Linked DNA regions of Mus musculus: regions 2 and 3 are each linked to region 1. Evidence: chromatin contacts called from public HiChIP or PLAC-seq data. All regions are on one chromosome and are shown on one strand. The core of a region is the stretch at or near the end of the contact, and the rest is flanking DNA. Distances in the headings are between cores, read along the strand shown. Region 1 overlaps Otud7b (OTU domain containing 7B). Region 2 holds the start of Ciart (circadian associated repressor of transcription). Region 3 holds the start of Car14 (carbonic anhydrase 14).

Evidence for each region. HiChIP or PLAC-seq counts read pairs in DNA pulled down with a chosen protein or histone mark.
Region 2: an HNF4G HiChIP or PLAC-seq map of pancreatic cancer cells shows a contact between it and region 1. The contact joins the promoter of Ciart here to the enhancer-like site in region 1. A contact is called at or near these places in 6 of 39 promoter capture datasets (the 3T3-L1 cell line, the C10 cell line, the SN4741 cell line and 2 more), 1 of 15 datasets of contacts at CTCF or cohesin (the NIH/3T3 cell line), 3 of 484 Hi-C or Micro-C datasets (B cells, cardiomyocytes and cortical neurons), 5 of 115 datasets of contacts at active chromatin or transcription factors (astrocytes, bone marrow-derived macrophages, embryonic stem cells and 2 more) and 2 of 9 other capture datasets (adipose tissue and liver).
Region 3: a FOXA1 HiChIP or PLAC-seq map of pancreatic cancer cells shows a contact between it and region 1. The contact joins the promoter of Car14 here to the enhancer-like site in region 1. A contact is called at or near these places in 4 of 39 promoter capture datasets (the C10 cell line, cranial neural crest, hippocampal neurons and 1 more), 1 of 15 datasets of contacts at CTCF or cohesin (large pre-B cells), 3 of 115 datasets of contacts at active chromatin or transcription factors (embryonic stem cells, pancreatic cancer cells and pro-B cells) and 4 of 9 other capture datasets (adipose tissue, embryonic stem cells, liver and 1 more).

What each region holds. Positions count from the first base shown.
Region 1 is chr3:96,133,695-96,136,586 of GRCm38.p6, reverse strand. It overlaps Otud7b (OTU domain containing 7B), which reads right to left. Exons shown (of 12, transcript NM_001025614.1): 2 at 1-113. The coding sequence starts at 47. Among named protein-coding and RNA genes, the nearest start is that of Mtmr11, 27 kb to the left of the region's middle. Within about 2 kb of position 1,351, at least 25 of the 459 cell types and tissues checked have an H3K27ac peak or open chromatin away from gene starts, as enhancers often do. A contact at or near this core is called in the NIH/3T3 cell line, bone marrow-derived macrophages and pancreatic cancer cells, where this site is marked.
Region 2 is chr3:95,880,762-95,883,653 of GRCm38.p6, reverse strand. Ciart (circadian associated repressor of transcription) reads left to right here and starts at 1,426. Exons shown (of 6, transcript NM_001033302.2): 1 at 1,426-1,499; 2 at 2,065-2,473; 3 at 2,596-2,671. The coding sequence starts at 2,129. All of the region lies in intron 1 of C920021L13Rik (RIKEN cDNA C920021L13 gene), which reads right to left.
Region 3 is chr3:95,903,303-95,906,194 of GRCm38.p6, reverse strand. It overlaps Car14 (carbonic anhydrase 14), which reads left to right and starts at 1,510. Exons shown (of 11, transcript NM_011797.3): 1 at 1,510-1,875. The coding sequence starts at 1,821.

The sequences.
Region 1 (2,892 bases), core at 102-2,601:
GTGGAACGAACAAAATCCGACAGGACAGCATCCATGTCCAGGGTCATGGGATCATCAGGTACTCTCAGGCAGCAGGATGTGAGCAGAACATAGATCCAAATCCAGGCTCTGACCTGAAAAGGAGATGCATGCACAAGGCTCACCTAACCAGAACAGCATCATCACAGCCCGATTTCAACAGTCTCTTAACACATGCTAACTGTTCTGGTTCCTTCATTCCAACTGAATTTTCAAACAAAAAATAAATTTTTTCATGAAGAATCACATTTCATTTCCTTGTTAACAATATTTTAATACCTACAGTAACTACAAACTACTCAACAAAGCTTTGCTTCTGCTTTTTTCATTGTTTTGGTTTGATTTTTAAGGAGAAAGGCACTGAGGATGTAGCCCAGGGATTGCATATACTAGGAAGTGCTCTATACCCACCCTAGTGCCATGTCTGCCCCTCCAGTCTAAAGGGAGAAGGCAGCAATCTGCTGCCCTAGAAAGCTCTCTGACCTACAATATTTCCTAAATGGCGCCATGCTCATGTCCCTCCTGAAACATATTGATTATTAAGGGTTTTTGGTTTTGTAGACAATGCTTCGTATGTAGCTCAGGCTAACCTCAAACCTGTAGCAATCATCCTGTCTCAGCCTTGTGAATGCTGATATTACAGGTATGTGCCACCATGCTCTGGCTTTCTTCTGAACGTACTTTAATCACTCTTTGCCTAGCCTTTGATTTTCTTTTTCTTTTTTTTTTTTTTTTAAAGATTTATTTATTTATTATATGTAAGTACACTGTAGCTGTCTTCAGACACACCAGAAGAGGGAGTCAGATCTCGTTACGGATGGTTGTGAGCCACCATGTGGTTGCTGGGATTTGAACTCTGGACCTTCGGAAGAGCAGTCAGGTGCTCTTACCCACTGAGCCATCTCACCAGCCCTAGCCTTTGATTTTCATGTCAAATTTTTGGAAATAGGAAGTTGCATGTCTTCTTTACTGATCTATCCTCAGGATGAACTACTTGACACAGTACAAGGCACACTGGCCCTTAGTAGATACTTATTAAACAAAATAACACTATACAGCAGATGACTTCAAGGCTGACTAATATTCTCATGCTAGTTGAGAAAACAGGAAGAGTAAACTGAATGCTGAAACTTCTCAAAATAACAAACTATTCCACACTCTGAGTGGAGATCCCAGAGGCTCATCCCAACAGTCACTAACTGCAGAACTCAGGAAACACAATCAGAAAGAGTTGTCTCCCAGGACAAACGAGTGCCAGTTTACCTGAGAAAAGATCCCTCTTTCAGACTTGACTTTAGCAGAAACTATGTCCCTGACCTGACAGCCTGGCACCATGTCAACATTCCTCTGAGGTTAATAGTCCCAGCTGAGAAAGCAAAAATAGGGTGGAGATCCACCTCTGACCACACTCATTAGTCTTACGGTGCTCTGTAGAAGGGGCTCGTTCATAAAGTGCCCAGGTATCCAACTGTCTCATTGCACCCACTAATCATCTTTTTGGAAAAGACAAAACCAGAATTGTTGAAAACAACAGATGACTCAGACAATACATTCCTCCGAAAACCTAAAGCCTAAGCATGACCTCCAAGGATTTTTTTCTTCACTCCTCTTCTATCCCTTAATACAACTTTTTTGTAGTATGATCTGATTCCATTTTTCTACATTTTTAGAACTAGTAAGGCAAATAGCAAATTTTTGTGGGTTGTAAAAATTATAAGTCTCTAACCTGATAACTGAATTGTTTTGTTGGTGGTAGTTCTTTGGATTTTTTTTTTTAAAAGAGAAATCACTATTTCTTATAGTGCTCTAATAATACAAGAAACCAATGGGTACAGAGCATGATTTATTCATATCCCTAGTCCAACACTGAGCAAGGTATCTACAATATAATAGGCAGTTATAAATACCTAGTGACTAAATTCATTATAAACAAATGTCTAATTTGCATCTGTTTCACTATCCTAAGCACCAAGCCAGCAATCCAGCCTAAGGTAAACAGCCCCTGCTGTTAATCTCACACTAATCCAGAACTACATGAAGAGCTTCTGGCCAAGCTTTCTATGAAGTGACCCAGCCCCCTTGCAACTTGTGCCTAAGAATTGAGTTTCAAGCTCTTAGTGACAGGGAGATCTCTAAGGTCTGCCCTGGGCAGGACAGCAGACAACATGGACTTCTACAACTTTCCCCCAAGCCTCTGAATAAAGTGTTTCAACAACAACAACAATAAAAAGTATTGAATTTCAAGGCAGGCAAGTATTACACATTTCTAACATCAGCACTCAAGAGGCAGAGGCGAGAGGATTGAGAATTCAAAGCTACAAAGAAAGACCCTGTCCAAAAAAAAAAAAAATTAAATGCTTTCAGAATTCACAGGTGAATGAAAGGCTTTTCATCTAATGCAAATGAGAATTCTCTCCAAAGCCCACTGTATTCACCACTTTGTCACAGGACATGGGCACTATCCAAGTAACAAACATAAATAGTCCAAAATTAAGAGACTAACTCCAAAATGAACTTAAATCTTTACTCTTAAAAAATAAAATAAGGTAAACTTGTGTGGTGGCTCAGGTCTTTAATACTAGAATTCTGAAAGCAGAGGCAGGCAGGTAATTCCCTGTGAGTTCGAGGCCAGCTTGGTCTATGTAATGAGTTCGAGGGCAGATAGAACTATGACACCCTGCCTCAAACAAACAAACAGACAGACAGACAGTCAAGCCACTGTAAGCTACTCTAACAGCTTTCTGAAAGGACGTGGGAAAGACGAAACAGCACACACAGCGCTCCGTGGAACGAAGGAGACTGAGCCACAGGCATGCAAACAATTTCCAGCCAGATCGAGAGAGGCTCCTGAGGGAGAAGCAAACAAAAACCATC
Region 2 (2,892 bases), core at 177-2,676, 250 kb after region 1:
CATTCTGAGACTGTAATTCTAACTCTATTTTTGTTTCTTTTCTTTTCCTGAGGGTCCCATGTGGCTCGGGTTGGTCTTGAACTGATCTCCTTGCATCCATCCCTCAGGATTACAGAAGGCATGAGCCACCACATCTAGATTACTTATATTTTATTTGATATTGTCTTGAAATTGTGTTTGGGGAAACAGTGCTGAGGTTTAATTTAGAAATCCTTTTCCTTTTTCTAAAATAACCACATTGCTAAATATAAGTAAAAAAGCATTAGAACATATTTAAAATAACCACACGTTCTCCAAACCATGACTTAGATCCCTGTCCAACTTTTCTTTTAGTAAGACTGGGGGGGTGGGGGGGTGGTAGTGTCTGTTCTCTCGACCCTAATCAGAACTAGAGTGCCCCCTTGCGACTCCTCTGCTTCAGTCGACAGGGTCCTCCTCGCCATCGTTTCCTTTTACAGTGACTTGGTGCAAGGGATGCTAAGGTCTGTTGGTGACTCTCTAAACTCTTGACTCGCTTTTTTCCTTCCTCAACGTTTCCCCAGTTTTCTCCCAGGAACAAATAAACTGAAGCCAGATAAAGCCATAAGCTTGAGGAGCAAAGATCTACTCTGCTCTGTTCCCAGTACTGAGAATCAGAGAATTCTGAGTGAAGGGTCCGAAGGGCCCGGGGCAGAAAAGTCAGGGACAAGTTCGGCTATGACCTCTAGAATCTTGGCGGGCTGGCATCCGAGCTGGGAACGTGCGTGGCAAGTTATGTAAGAACCGGCTGGAGAAGCTGCGCGGCGGGAGCCCCGGAGAGGACGCGGTGTTCCAGCCGCAGTCCCCACCCTCCTCGCCCAGCAGGGCAGGAGGCACCCAACTTGGTGGCGAGGAGGGGAGGATGAAAGAGTGGGGAGTCACGAGGGCGAGCCGCCGACAAGGGAACGGATGCCCGGCGTCACACGTCCGTTGTCACACACGTTGCGGACACGAGTTGCTGAGGGCTCCCACGTGCTGCGCCCGTGCGCGGAGGCGCTCAGAGGGGCCCACGTCCCGAGGCGCCACCTCCGTGGCTCGGCCCCGCTCTGTACACTCCAGCCGTGCGTCTCCCGCGCAGTGCTGTCCTATTTAAGGCTATGAGCTCCACCCTTTTCCGCCCCTTCCTTAATTTTCACTTTTTTCCATCCTCCTTTTTTATCACCCGAGGAGCCGCATGTACGGGCGGAGCATGGACTGCTTCCCTTCCAGCCAATCACCACTTGGCTGCCTCTCTATTGGCCGAGCCCCCGCGTGCCGTAGCAAATGGGCTGTGAGCGTCTGCATCTAGAGTCACGTGTTGCCGGTAAGCTATCCAATGAGAGCACAAGGTCTGTGTACGCAGGGGGAGGCACGTGCAGAACCGCACGTGTCTGGGAGGGGGAAGGGGCGGGACCCACAGAGTGAGGCGGAGGTGGGTCGGCTAGACCAGCACAGACAGTGAAGAAGCTGCATACCGACCGGGGCTGAACCGACAGACCCAGGTAAGCGGACGAGAGCCAAGCGCTCTCCGGAAGACGACCCGGATGGGGTGGGCATGGAAGACCGCAGATCGGGGTGTTGGGAGGTATTGCATCACCTGGCAGGCGCGACCGTAGACTGACCAGCGCAGTGCACCTGATGGTGAAGGATGCGAAAGCGGTGGAGCCGGGTGTCTATGGGGCCGGAACTCTAGGGACCTGAGGTGGGTTCTGGTGCGCAGAGCAGCCTCTAGCGGGTGTCGTTTTTAGGTCGATAGGCTCCCTATGAGGTCTGGCCGGGAACAGCCCAGAACTGCAGGCTGAGGGGAAGGTGTAAAGTCGGTTATTCACCCAAGGGAAGAAAGGCTGTGTAGGGTCAAGAGCTCTGTGTGGGCTGGCGGTCTAGATTTTGAATGCGGCTGGAAGAGCAAGTTTTTTTTTTTTTTCCTTTCTTTCTTGTTTCTATTGAGAACGGAAAAACAATAAAACAAAGCGAAAACCATGTTACTCTGTTTAGAATGCCCCAGTCTCCCAGTCCCTTTCCTAATTCTTTGACTCTGATTTCAGACTCCCTCGCTTTGCTTTTCAGTTGCAGGTTCTGATCTTTGGTACTACGGGAGCTGCTCTTCAGCCCCTCTCCTGCTCCTGGACCTATGGATTCTCCATCTAGTGTTTCTTCTTATTCCTCCTCCTCCCTCTCCCCATCATTTTCCACGTCCTCTGTGAACAGTGACTTTAGCTTCCCTTCTGATAACGAGAGGGAGGGCAAGGGCACCCATGAGCTCAGGCCAGACACTGTGGGTCAGAGAGGAGGTTCCAGGCCCAGTCCAGGCCCTATCCGCTGCAGACATCGACCCAGGGTTTCTAGTAACCAACATACAGCACCTCATCTGGAACAGCAAGGATCTGAAGTCAAGAGATCAAGAGACGGTGAACAGGAGACGAGTCTGAACACCCAAGGATGTACTACAGAGGGAGATCTGCTCTTTGCTCAAAAGGTAACAGAAAGCAGAAAAGATAGTGCAGTGGCAAACACCTAATTGGTTGACAAGGACCTGCCAGTTACATCACAGCAGAAAAACCACTGCTGGTCTCAAAGTCTTGTGCTGTTTTTCTACAGTGTAAAGAACTCCAAGGGTTCATACGGCCCCTCACAGACCTACTGAACGGACTCAAGATGGGTCGCTTTGACAGAGGTAATAATCTGATTAATTAATTATATTTCTGGGGGTAGCCCCCCTTCTCTGAGTGAAATCTTACATTTCTCTTTGGGGCATGGGCTATTCTGTTTGCATCTGTAACTTAATTTCTTCATGTGAATTCATTTGAACCCCATCTGTCTCTGTATTTCCTTTACATTTACCTCAGTCCCCACCTCTGCTGTTTCCCTCAATGCTGGGAGTGAACCTACAGCTGA
Region 3 (2,892 bases), core at 261-2,760, 230 kb after region 1:
CCCCCACCCCACCCCCCTCTTAACTTTCCGGACACCAAAGAAATCTTAACTTGTATTCACATCTTTTATTCTTCCTAGATGGGACTGGATGAGGCTTTGGAAGAACTTTAAGACGGAAACTTTTTTTTAGGGGATGAAGTATTCGCAAAGCGATAAAACGTTGTGTGTGTGTGTGTGTGTGTGTGTGTGTGTGTGTGTGTGTATTTTAAATATATATATATATTTTTAAAAAGTCCTTACTCTGAAGCTCAGTCGTGGGACAGAAAAGCACTCTGAGCTCCTGTCTCCGCAGGAGTGATGACCTGGCACATGCATTATTCTGTTCATTTGGCTTTTATCCCGTGCCCTTGTTTGGCTTCTGCTCCTTTGTTTTGGCTATTTATTGCTACTTGATAGGAGTAAGGAGGGCAGAAAGACCTCACAGAGGTTATGGAGGAGAGATTTCACCATCTAGCTTGAAATTATCTGTGGTCTTCACACTCACTAATGAGGGACTTAGGATGTACATTCCGATCGGGATTTCTAGTCCCGTGGGGGAGCGCACACCAGCCACATTCCTGAGACGCCACGCAGCCTCCATGCTCCACTAGCAAACTCAGTTCCACCACAGCAAGTTTCACTTGATCCCACAGGACCTGCCTGGACCCTTTGTTGGGTGGGCGGGAAGCCCCTGGACCCCTCACCCACCTGGTCACATGGCCTTTCTATGGCCCCTCCCCTCTCTTTCTTTGGAGTCCGCCTTTTTCTCATGGTGACAGTAATTGTTTCTACAGTCACCCATCACTCCTCCTGCCCGGCCTCTCTGCTAGGGGTCAGTGTCCTCTTCAGTGACAAAAGGCGCCCTAGATCTGGGCTCCCTGGGGAGGGAGGTGGCTGGATCTGGTAGTTAGAATGCTGTCTCTCCCTGGTGCTGCGACAACCCCTCCCCCGCTGTGCACACAAATGGGCTTTATCCGGCAAACAAAACCGCACCCCCACCCCAGGCTACACAGGCACGTGGACCTAAGCCTCACCAAGGGAAGGGGGTGGTGACAGGCGCCAGAGAAAGACGAGGCAGAAGACAAATATTCTCCTCGCCCCACTTCTTGCTCTCCACAATCCAGATTTTAAAGTTTGACTTTCCACTCCCCACCTGCTCCCTGAGCCTCCAACTTCTGTTCTCCTATCTCCCGAATCTGAATTCTTTCTGGTTCCAACCAGCTCAACTTCTCTTGGTTTCAGAAACAGGTTCCCCACCAGCAGTCCCATACCACCCAGGGATGTGCTCCTCAGGCAGGGGAATGAGAACACGGTGTCCTGGGAGGGAGAGGTGCGAAACCCCCCTTCCCTGACCGAGAGTTCCAGGGGACACCCGTACGAGCGGCAGTGTAAATAGCAAAGGAAGAGCTCACTCCAGGGTCCTGAGCCAAGGCCAGGGCGCTGGGCTCTGCTGGGCCATCCTGCATGCCTAATCCGCTATTTAAGGAGCTGCTCGGCTGCAGCCCAGGCACCACCCCCCTCCTCACGTACACCGGTTTCGAGCCACCTTAAAAGCGGGAGGCAACTGTGAAGTTGCTGGCCAGTAAGTGGTGTGGAGATTACGAAGGGACATACGGAGAGGGCAGAGAGAGGAAGAGAGAGAAAGTGAGAGAGGAAGAAATTTATCCTGGGATCCAGAAGTTCGTGTTAACCTGTGGAAAATCAAGTCCCTGGAAGTCTGCAGAGACAGAGACAAGAAGAAAAGAGATAGAACGCCAGAAACTCCTCTCTCTCCCTCCCTCTCCACCTCTCTCTTCTAAACCCCAAATTCCTGGTCCCTTGTACCCCATTGTGGGGATAATATGTTGTTCTTCGCTCTCCTGTTAAAGGTGACTTGGATCCTGGCTGCAGATGGGGGTAGGTACAACTGGGTCTGTGCTAATGTCCACCCGTAGCCATGTGTACTTATGTGGGGGAGGAGAGGTTTCAGAAAGGGAAGCCTAGGGGCTGGGGGGTAGGGGGGGGAGGCATGGGGTGGGAGAAAGACTATGGAGGAGATCCTTCCATTCTTTTCCTTTTCCTCTCTAACCCAGCGATTACTGCTATCTCTGCGACAGGGAGAGCTAGCCAGAGGCCAGTGTGTGAATGCTCAGGAGTGTAGGACACTCGGCCAGCTACAGTTCTCCAGTCCACTCTTTCCCCACTGCCCTAGTCCCGGGCAGCCCTCCTGCCCGTCTTTGTTTACGCACTCTGCTGGTTAGGGAGAGCAGGGGTGAGAAGGGACACGTGCTGCAGTCCTGCCCGACTCAGACCCCGACCCTCTGCTGATCAAAGGATAACTCCATTACCTGCCAAGGGGCAGGGGCAGCTGGTCCATTTCCCTGAAAGGAACACGACTAAACGTTTGCTCAGCTCTTTATAGTGTACAAAGGGCTTTCAGGATTAGGAGAGAGGTGGGGAGACGTTGGAGAAAACAAGCTAAGTTGTTTCTGGAACGCCTGAAGGATTCCCACAACTTTTTTTGTTGTTATTGCTTATTTTTATTTACTTTTTTTTTTGAGACAAGGTTTCACGTGGCCAGACCTATCTCAAACTCACTCTGTAGCTGAGGTTAGACCTGCTTGGCTCTGCCTCCCCATGCCTGGTTTCTACACCCTGTTTTTGTGCTTCTCAGGCCCCATTCTGTATCCAGCACATAGTAGGTGAGGGATTAAAGTTTATTGGAAGGACGAGGTGGGGGGGGGGATTATCTAGAAAGCGAGAGGAAGATGGGACCAAGGGATCCAAAAGAAAATGAGGAGTCACAAATCTCTTCTGAGAAGAAACAATTTGGAAAGAGGAAAAAAGAGGCATTAGAATCAGCTCAGAGCATTTCACAGGAAGGGCAGGGCACCTTCACAACAGCCAGAGAACTCTAGTTGTTGGAGTATCCTA